Linked DNA regions of Mus musculus: region 1 is linked to region 2. Evidence: chromatin contacts called from public HiChIP or PLAC-seq data. All regions are on one chromosome and are shown on one strand. Each heading gives the region's core, a stretch centred on a gene start, on an enhancer-like site or on the middle of the called end of the contact. The rest is flanking DNA. Distances are from core to core; before and after follow the strand shown. Region 1 has its middle 33 kb from the start of Fam50b. Region 2 holds the start of Pxdc1 (PX domain containing 1).

Evidence for each region. HiChIP or PLAC-seq counts read pairs in DNA pulled down with a chosen protein or histone mark.
Region 1: an H3K27ac HiChIP or PLAC-seq map of embryonic fibroblasts shows a contact between it and region 2, with 20 read pairs. The contact joins the enhancer-like site here to the promoter of Pxdc1 in region 2. A contact is called at or near these places in 12 of 39 promoter capture datasets (3T3-L1-derived adipocytes, the HPC-7 cell line, cranial neural crest and 9 more), 7 of 484 Hi-C or Micro-C datasets (the MNK3 cell line, bone marrow-derived macrophages, cardiomyocytes and 3 more), 16 of 115 datasets of contacts at active chromatin or transcription factors (SST interneurons, bone marrow-derived macrophages, embryonic fibroblasts and 12 more) and 3 of 9 other capture datasets (adipose tissue, liver and pancreatic islet).

What each region holds. Positions count from the first base shown.
Region 1 is chr13:34,765,138-34,770,684 of GRCm38.p6, forward strand. No RefSeq gene overlaps it. Among named protein-coding and RNA genes, the nearest start is that of Fam50b, 33 kb to the left of the region's middle. Within about 2 kb of position 1,649, at least 41 of the 459 cell types and tissues checked have an H3K27ac peak or open chromatin away from gene starts, as enhancers often do. A contact at or near this core is called in SST interneurons, adipose tissue, bone marrow-derived macrophages and 4 more, where this site is marked.
Region 2 is chr13:34,649,047-34,654,156 of GRCm38.p6, forward strand. Pxdc1 (PX domain containing 1) reads right to left here and starts at 3,635. Exons shown (of 5, transcript NM_025831.3): 1 at 3,134-3,635. The coding sequence starts at 3,389. It overlaps Gm15908 (predicted gene 15908), which reads left to right and starts at 3,877. Exons shown (of 4, transcript NR_105041.1): 1 at 3,877-4,182.

The DNA of each region.
Region 1 (5,547 bases), core at 399-2,898, 110 kb after region 2:
TAATTCTATTTAGAATTAATTGAGCTGCTCAGATATATAAATTAGTTCTTAGAAAGTTTGAAAATTTCAGCCATTACTTTTTTTTTTAAAGTGTAAGTAAGCTTTAAGAAGACCGTTTTAGAAATTACACTTTATTTATCTTGTGTACATATGCATGTGTGCATGTGTGCCATGCATGTGTGCATGTGTGCCATGCATGTGTGTATGTGTGCCATGGGAAACAGTGGGAGCCAGAGAACAACTTGTGAGAGTCGGTCCTATCCTTCCTCCACGTTGGTCCTGGAGAGCAAACTCAGGTTGTCAGACTTGGCAGCAGGCCATTAAACCTCTGAGCCACCTCATTGACCTTTAAGTCATTTTCGAAGTTAGCTTATGAAGTAATGAGTTTGGTTAAGCTACATCACCTTACTCAATCCTTGTGTATCTACTGTTCTTCCCTCCCGCCATTACCTCCTCTTGACTCCCTTTCTACCTTCCAGACAGAAACCCCTTCTTTGGCTACCACTTTGGTCGGTTTGTTTTATTTTACCATTTTGTGTGTATGGAATTTTACTGCACATGTGTCTGTGCATCCGGTGTGCAGCACCAGCACCTCTAGAAGCTAGAAGAGGACATCAGATCCTTGGGACTGAAGTTACACCAAGTTCTGAGCCACCATGTAGATCCTGGAGCTCAACCCAGTCCTGTGGAAGAACAGCTGGTGCTCTTAAGCACTGATCCATTAGCAATTCAAAGTGCACCCCTTCTCCTCACCCCCTTTTTAAAATTTGGTGAATTCTCTCTCTCTCTCTCTCTCTCTCTCTCTCTCTCTCTCTCTCTCTCTCTCTCTCTCTCTCCTTTTTTCCCCTTTATTCTGCCTTCTTTAGACAAGCTCTCACTAAGTAACATTAATTGACCTAGAACTCACTATATTGACTAGGCTAGCCTCAAATTCAAAGATCCACCTGCCTCTGTCTGTATTGAGGCAAAAGGTATATGCCACCATGCTGACCAGGCATTACTTCTTTGAACACATTCACTCTCTCACACACACACAATTTTTACTTATTTATTTGGGGACCAGGTTCACAAATGACTGAGTGGGCCTGTAGAGGTCAGAACACAACTTGTGGGGATCAGTTCTCTTTCCTGGGGTTTCGGGATAGGATCAAACTCAGGTTGTCAGGTTTTGCAGCCTATGCCCTCACCTTCTGAGCCATCTCACCCACCCCTAAACACTTTATTTTTTCTGCCTCACTCTTTCTTCTTTTTCTGGTATACTCAGTATGCGTGTATTGGCATATTTAACACTATTCATAATCCCATGATGCTCAGTTGATTATTTTTCCTCTTTGCATATTCTATCTTCACCTCTGCCTGTTTTTTTTATACCCAGTGAGTTTTTTTTTTCTTTGGATCTTATACTTCTGTTTGGCTCCCCTTTCCAGTCACTATTTATATTATCTCCCTCCTTCCCTTGGTCCTTCAGAAGTGGTCTCCTGTGGTTCTTTGAACATGGTTGTGGTAGTCACTTTGAAATCATTTTCTGTTAAACCCAACATCTGCGTACTTTATGGATCCTTTCTGCTGCCGGTGCTGGCCTGCACTGGCTTGCTCTTTTCCGTTTCTCCCTATGACTCATAGCTGCTGTTGAAAGCTGCACATTTCAGTCTGCAGGAGGCATCAGCTCTGGATCCCGACTTCCTGCCCTGGAGACTGCTGTTAGCTCATTGGCAAGTATTGTCCTTGTATTTTTGAAGTTCTTCAGCCTCTGCCCAACCCCCTAGGTTTTATTTTCAAGCCTAATTTCTTTTCTTTACTTTTTTGTTTGTTTGTTTGTTTGTTTGTTTTGTTTTGTTTTGTTTTGTTTTGTTGTTTTTCGAGACAGGGTTTCTCTGTATAGCCCTGGCTGTCCTGGAACTTACTTTGTAGACCAGGCTGGTTGGCCTCAATCTCAGAAATCCGCCTGCCTCTGCCTCCCGAGTGCTGGGATTAAAGGCGTGCACCACCACACCCGGCCTAATTTCTTATTATATCAACTGGTTAGTTATTGTTTTCCATCATGACCCAGGGTCATAAATTCCTCCACACTCTTATACAATTAAAGCAGAGCCTGGCCCAGGGTGGTGTATGGCCACTGTTGAGCCTAGCACAAAGGTGTCCCTCAACAGTTTACAATGTGGAAAAGGATGGAGATGACTCTTCTGCAGCTTTGCCACCTGCATCCTCCAAACTGAGCAGGAACTAGGTATGTGTGGCAGAAGGGACTAGTGCCATCACTAATGTGTGTGGTTCGATTCTCACAGCTGGGGACAGGACCATAACATTTTACTGCTGTGAGGAGACGCCATGACCCGAGCAACGCCTTAGAAAGGCAAACATTTCATTGGATCTGGCTTACAGTTTCAGAGGTTTAGCTTTAGTCCAACATCATCAAGGCAAGAAACACAGTGACACACAGGCAGACATGGTGCTGGAGAAGGAGCCGAGGCTGTGAGTTCCGCATCTTGATCTGAAGGCCATGCTAGGAGAAGACTCTTGCAAGCAGTTAGCAGGAGGGTATCAAAGCCCACCCTTCTACCCCACCCCTACACAGACACACTACCTCCAACAAGACCACACCTCCCAACAGTGCCACTCCCTACGGGCCAAGCGTATGCACCTCAGCCTGGCTGCCAAGTCTATCTGGAACAGTGCTTCCACTTCAGGTATGTTAGAGATGGGCGTGTCTGACTACAACCAAGCAGTCCTTCCACAAAGTACTGCGAAGAGAGAAAGAGGGGCTGTGTGTGGCAGCATCTTCGTCACGTCCCTTCTCTGTTGGGGTAGTAAATGAGCTCTGAGAACCGATCACCAACACTCATGGGCTGGCACTGTTGTGTACTCCTTATATCCTGTAAGGCTTGCACAGCGGGGAGCCGGGGGAGGTGGGACCCATCGGTCTGTCCCCACTCATTCGGCTCCCTCCATCAGCTCTCTGGCACAGAGCTATGTGCAGCGGCCTCCCTCCCACCACCGCCACCTCTATTTCTGCTGAGTAAGTGGCTCTCCATCTGCTGCGAGCACTTTGATGGCTCTTTAGAGAGTTCTACGGATTCGATTTTGCTAATTTTGATCAGTTTATAGATGTTTCTCTGTGGGGAGGATTTTTCTAAACTCTTCACACTGCCTTGTGCTTCTAGCCACCCCCCCCTTTTATTTAAATAGAAAAAAAAGGTCATATGTATGTGTTTGTGTGTGTGTGTGTGTGTGTTCTCAGAACTCATTATATGACACTGTTTATTTAAAAGAGGGCAGAGGCAAACTGATAGAGGGATTTTTCTCATATATATGGCACTTTAAATATCTCTGAAAAAAACATACAAGATTCTAGAAACCGTTGTTTTGCTCTAAGGGGAAGAAGAGTGCAGCTTGGAGACAGGAGTGTGAAAGACTCTTTCCACATTAGACCAGGTTGGGTCTTTGAACTGTGAGCCATACACCTGTGCTATCTGTTAAAATATAAAACACTTAAAATATAAACATTAATAAGAATTTAAGCTGAATCTAAAAAAAAAAAAAAAAACAAAAACAAAAAACCGGAGGAATGTCCTGTGTTGAAAGCCTCACTTCCATAAAGGAGACGGGAAACTTCAAGATAAACTGTGGATTAACATGATTGTTTTTAAACAGTTAAAAGAAAAACTACTAAAATCAAACAGAAGCAGCCTGATGGTGTTTCAGTGGAGAAACCTTTCTGGATGTCAAGTCAGAGTCACTGTCCTCCCTCCATGATGGAGTCAGCACCAAGTGGACTTCACATGCCCCAGCCGGTTCCAAGGGCTGGATGGATACTTGATTGCATTTTCAAAAGATCAAAGGTTAGAAGAAACCTTTGCTCAGGCAAATTTTCCCTACAGCTTCCCAGCAAATGTCCACATCCACCTGCTGAGAAAAGTGGGTATAGTAACCCGGGCCCAAGTCTCCCTTCCCAAAATCAAAAGTCTACCTAGCCCCGAAGTATTCATTCTCTAAAACATGAGTGCTGCATGCTTCGTCCCGAGTGCGGTTTCTGTAGGACGACTTTCACTCCATAATAGATCATTAATCAATTTCTTATTTGGGGATGGATGAATGCTTTCTAATTGGAAGCTAGTGGAAGCAAAATTGAAATGCCCGCTCTGATGGGCTTTTGTTACTTAATGAGAGACAACTGAAGCTCAGACGGCTTCCAAATGATTGCAGCAATTTAAGCTCTCACCGTTCATACAGGCATTTCTACATTACTGAAATTCATTCTCTCTCCCTCTCCCCTCCCCTCCCCTCCCCTCTCCCTCTCCTTTTCCCTCTCCCCCTCCCATCCCCTCCTCCCCTCCCTCTCTCTCTCCCCCCTCCCCCCTCTCTCTCTCCCTCTCTCTCTCTTTTTCTCTCTCTCTCTTGAAACAGGCCCTTACCTACAGCTCACTATGTAGACCACATCGACCTAGAACTCAGAGCTCTGCCTGCCTCTACCTCCCTTAGTGCCTGGATTAAAGGCAAGCCCTGGAATCCCCAGGATTTCAAAGGAGATGCGCTGTCTCTTCCAGACTTTTGGCCTTTACAGTTTTTCAGTGAGTTGCTGGTTCAATCTCTGTCATTTCTATTGTTTCGTTTATTTTTTTCTTGAGTGCTTTACAATTTATTTATTTATTTATTTTTATTCAAGGCTTTTTTATTAGATATTTTCTTCATTTACATTTTAAATGCTGTCCCCAAAGCCCCCTATAACCTCCCCCTGCCCTGTTCCCCAACCCACCCACTCCTACTTCCTGGCCCTGGCATTCCCCTGTACTGGGGCATATGATCTTCACAATACCAAGGGCCTTTCCTCCCATTGATGGCCGACTAGGCCATCCTCTGCTACATAGGCAACTAGAGACACAGCTCTGGGGAGTACTGGTTAGTTCATATTGTTGTTCCTCCTATAGGACTGCAGACCCCTTTAACTCCTTGGGTACTTTCTCTAGGTCCTCCATTGGGGTCCCTGTGTTCCATCTAATAGATGACTATGAGCATCCACTTCTTACAACTTATTTATTAACTTTTGCTCTTTCACGTTGCAACATGTTATCTAGTATTTTATTTTTATTAAACAACATAGTAAGCTATGGTGACACACACCTGTAACCTTAGTACTTTGGCGGCGTGGAGGGAGGATCTGGAGTACAATGCCAGAGAGCTTGAAGCCAGCCTGGACCACATGAGAATCTATATGAAGATCAAAATTTAAAAGGAGCGGGGCATTGTTTATAATTTTATTCTCATTGACTCCTTTCATCTCTACAGTCTACCTAATTTTGTGTACTTTTTGTAGATCCTAGGAACATCCTAACAATGTTTGTTACTATTACACGTTACTTCCATCTTCACTGATGGTTTCTTGGTCCAACCTTATGAGCTATTTCCAAGTGTGGATCTCTCTGCCATGAGCTTCAAGAAAAGGTCTCTGCACCTGTCTCACAACATTTTCTTTCCATCACTGGCTATATTTTTTGCCTGTATCTTTGGCTGCTACCATGCCCTCAAAGCTCCTTGACCTCTTATCACCTT
Region 2 (5,110 bases), core at 2,385-4,884:
AGCAGCAGAGATAACCAGGCCAGCTCAGACGTCACAGCTCTGCCATGGGTGCTTACTACAGAGAGGATCAAAATACTCCAAGAGTCTCAAATGGTCAACAGGAAACATTTGCATGTTTCTGCTTTTAAGCGCAGGCCTTCCCCTATGTGTGAGATGTAAACAAATCGAGAGGTCTTGCTCACAATCCGAAGCAGTGGGTATCACAAAGCACAGGGGACTTAAACACAAGACACAACCCCATGTGAAAGAGAACAGAAAAGTAAGAGGGGGCGAGGGGACACCCTGGCAACCCAAACACAATGTCCACAAGAAACAGCCATCTTCCCATCCCAGGGCTGAAGGACAGCAAGAAGCGGCTCTATCAGCCCTGGGTCATAAGCTACCAACCTGCTGCTAGTTAAGTGTCTGGAGAGACCTAGTTCCATGGGAAAAAAAAAAAAAAAAAAAAAACTACAGGAGAGAAGCAAGACTGAAATCAGCACTACTTTATCTCATCCAAACAGCACCGTGCCTAAACCCCATACAGGGGTCCCTGCCTGTGTGTCACCAGGACACATAAAGAGGCAATGATCATCCACCAAGCATAACACCACAGAAGAAAAGAAAACCTAATTCTCTCATGGCAGTACTGCAGGAGCCAAGACGGAGGGCTCAGCACCTCTTCAACTTCGTGAAGATTCAGAAATGCAAAGTAGAGTCGTGGCCTCCCCACTAGTCTGGGTATCAGGAACTACTACCAGCCTCTTCCCGGGGAAGCTTTTCTAATGAAAACCAGGTAACATAAATCAAGCTTGGCCCAGAGATTTCAATAAATACAGACGTGGGAATCTGCCTGACAGAAATTAAATTGCCAGCACTCCACACAGCTGGAGTGCTTCCCTGTTGATAGTTTGAAAATACGATTTTTTAAAGCAAATAACAAATTTGCATGGACAAGAGGTAGAATCTTCTTTTGTGTTACTATGGGGTATTTTTACTTGGCACACGACTTTCCCTAGACTTGAAAGGATCAATGGAAGTAAAAGGACCTTCGTGGTTTTGTGGAAGAAATTGAGGGTGGCCCTAGGGAAGAATCAAGCAGAGAAAGGAGAAACAGAATGGATCGTGATTCAGGGTCACCTCTCTATTGTGCCCAGAGTCCACCCTCATTTCATCTAGGGAGTACTAGGTGGACCCTCATAAGAGGTTTGCATCAGCTAGGACCGGGCACCAGTGATGGGCAGTTCTAATGGTCACTTAGTAGGTTGTCAGCCACTGCATCTCAACCCAGCCGCCCTGCCAGCTCCATCAGTACATCTAACCCACTTCTCCCTACCCTTCAGATACTTGAAGGCAGCTCTCATAGCCCTTGGTTTCCTCCATGATAGTCACCCACTTCTCATCACTTCTAAATACTTCCTTTACTCTGGAGAATGTGCAGCTACACTGCAGGGCCTGTGACTCCAGATGGTTGCATACATGCAAACGAGGCCAGGTGAACAAGGGTAAGATGGTTTCCTCCCTTCTGCTTCAGGGAAGGCCTTTTCGCCTGTGACTCCACCCTGAAGTCACATCCCTTCCCGCACTCTCTGCAACCAGCGCCCCTGGCCAGAAGGCACCAGTAGTAAACAAGTGTCCTTTACAGACGCTTATTGTCACCAGATACAGCCTGGCGGTTCACCCCTCACAAAACCCCACAGGCAACAGGTATTCTCATAGATGATTCTAGTCTGTGGTCACAGCAGAGCTCTGGGAACTGCTCAGAGGGAGAGCCAGAAAGTTCAACTTGTTTATGGACAGCCTTATTCCAGAAGAAGCCACTGAGTAAACCAGCGACCCTTCCTGATGCTTTCCTGACTCAGACATTCATTTGTTAAATTAAAACTACAACAAAGAGCGAATTTAAAGCAATAAAAACAGGCCTAATCTTGACAACGTTGCTCAGCCACTGGGAGCGGCTGGGATGGAGATCTAAACCAGGCTTGTCACTCCGGGCCTCCACACTCACTTGCTTTTGGGAACCTGTCCAAATGATGTGTCTGCCAGGGGATGTGTCATGAGAATGGAGCTAATTATCCACATAAGCCACACATTGGTGGAACCTATCACCAGAGGGAAACGGAGGTTATCTCAAGACCTTAGCCAGACAGGCGGCCAAGGAAATGCGTACTGGCTAACCTTGAGTAACTTTGCCCCAAGCTGTCACAGGATGACTGCTTTGAGGACTTGGGTCCAAGGGTCTCAGAGCCCCGGGAGGCCACGTACTGGGGGGAAGTCTGCTCAGAAGCTATATTGATCCCTCCTGCCCTACCGCTTACCCGGCTCTTTGCCTCACATTTTATTCTTCCCCCCTCCCCCGTCTCTATCAAGGTCTCTCTCCAGTTTCCTCCACTCTTCCAGTCCTTTTGCTGTCCTTAGGAAGCAAAGGGGAAGCCACTGCTGTTTGAGAAAAACAACAGTCACAGCCAACCAGGACCGTCACACGGCCTGAGAGGAGGCGGCCATGGCTAATCAAATCCGAATGCGGACCCGGCTCAGGGGTGGGGACCCTGGGTTGGCCGGACAGATCCAGGCGGGGCGGCCTCCTCCTAGGAGAGGTGGAAAAGATTGCTGCGTGGCACCTCGCTTTCAGGCTCAGCTGTCCCCGGGGCAGAATACAGATGGGGCCTCTACTGGGCAGGACCTGAGCAGCGATCATACCTGCTGCGATCACCCCAGTTTCGATACTCTATAACGGTCTCTACCCTTTCCAGCAAACCCATTCCAGCCTCTACTGGTTCTCCACAGCAGCTGGGACCCAGTAGCTGTCAGCTCTGGATGTCGCCTCCGCTTCTTCACTAGAGGCTCGTTCTTTGGGACAGTCAGGCGAGAGTCCTGCTGACCTTGTCCCTTTCCCCAGCCATCTCATTTATCCTCCAAGAGTGTGCGCCCCAGACTCCGTGCCGGTTCCCAGCCCTTTCTGAACGACCATTCAGGAAAGCCGGGGTCTAGGATGTCCTCCGTCAGGTGCCGAATAGTAGAGTTTTAAGTAACTCTTCCCGCGGACTTCATCGCACTTGGATGAGCTCCTCACTAAGTTCCTCCCCCACAAAGCCCCTCCCGAAAACCGCATCTCCCCGCATCCCCCGGTGCCCCCAGTCCCGCAGCCCCGCACCTTGCCGCAGCGGCGTGCGCGCCAGCTCAGACCGGTCCTCGGGGAAGGCATCGCGGAGGCGCTTGCACAGGCGGCCCAGGTCGGCGAAGCTGCGGTGCAGGTAGAGCACGCTGCGGTCCGACCACTCGGTGCGGATTTCGAAGAACTCCTCCTCATCGCCGCGCCTGCTGACGATGAGCCTGCGGATCCCGTTCACCCAGCAACCGCGCACGAACATGTTCACGAGCGACGTGCCCTCAAACACCGCCGAGGCCATGCCGCGGGCGGCGCATGCCCCTGCCGCCGGGGGCGCCCTCGGCCCCCGCCTGGGGTCCGCCTGGGCAGAGTGAGTCCTGGCAGGGGCGATCAGGGGTTCTCCGTGGGACGCGCTCGATTCCCGCAACGGCGGTTAAGAGTCCCCGTGGGGGAGAAGTTGGTGCCCCGCGAATACGCCGCAGCTCTGCGCTCACTCTGGGGCGGCTACGTGTGGCCCGCGCGCTCAGGGCGGCGCCGCCAGGAGTCTGTGGGACTGAACGGGCTGCGGCTTTATAAGGCACTTCCCATCGCGGGCGGCGACGTCGAGTCCCGGCTGCGGCGCCTCCCTCCTGCCTCCCGCTGACCCGCCGCGGGCGGTCCCGGCCCAGAGCTGCACGCAAATCGCCTCCTCCCTGGTCTGCCAACTGCTAGGCGAGGCTGGTCCTGCGCTCTCCCCGCGCGCAAGGCGACTTTCTCCTCGTTCCCACTCTGGATCCTCGGGATTCTCCAGCCCCGAGTTGAGCACTCTGCCAGGCCCACACGGGGGTGGGATCGACACGTCGCTGGAGTCCAGAGTCCCGGGGCGGCGCCGCATGGGGCGGGGACGCGGGCTCAGACCAAGCGGGAATCCGGGCAGAGGGACTGGTGCTGGTCCCCGCGCCGCCCTTGACTCGCCTGGTCTGGGCCGGGACTCGGGCTGACCCGCCCCGTGTCCCATCGGTTACCGGCGACTCCGCCCCGGGTCCTCCCGCGCATTCCGGTCGTGCCTTAGCTTGACGGAGGCCCGGGACGAGGCGGGACAGACAGACCAGAAGGCAAGACCGTGTGGTTCTTAGAAGAGGATCCCCAGGAGGGTTGTCCGCCAAAAGAATATGGGACAGAATTGTAGGAGACCGGGGTCTCCCCGGAGAGAGCAACTCAGGAGGAGCTTAGGAAGTCCCCCTTGGCAGAACGACCCACAGAGAAGGAATGTACCGCATGGCTCCCAATTGAAAAACAGTGTCTAGCATTAAGAATTGTAGCTTGGTTCCAGACATTCTTCTACCTACAACCTGGGAGAAAGACTATGCTTTTTATACGCTTCTAAATAGTCAGTGAACAAAGACGTTAGGCAACAGGTATTCCTTCTCTGGACCTCACTGACCCTGATTTCCGTTGACCGGTCATCCCCGGCAGGGGGCGGGTACTTAGATCGCTCGTGTCACTGCAGAAATCAGTCCTCCTATTTACCAAAAAGTTCTGCTCAGGCACGCCTATGCCAATCCCCACTACTGCCTGGAGCCATGTCCCTTCTGAAGCTGTCTCCTATCACAGCATCATCCCCAGGACCCCCCAGAAATACACTTTTTTAAGCACCCCATCTTTAGGGTAGAGTTTGCTGGGTGGGAACAACCAAGTCTCCAGTTCAGTTCGCTGCTGCTCGAGTGGCCTAGCTCTGTGAGGCTAGCCACCACTTTGAGTCTGTCATTCCTGGGCGCTGAAGAAAGTGTTTTCTTATTAATAGAAGTTGCTTCAAGAGATCTGGAAGTAAAACGAGATGGCAGAGTAAAAGCAGTCACTGTTGGGAAGTCACTGGTTAGAACACGCTATCTTTTATGCCGCTTAGATCATTCATTAATCACTTTTCTATACAGCCTAGAAACTTCATTTTACTACTTTAAAAAAAAAAGATGATAGGGGTCTGGAGTGCCTCACGTATGTAATTCAAGTAGCCCAGGCAGGGACAGGAAGACCTTTTAAAGC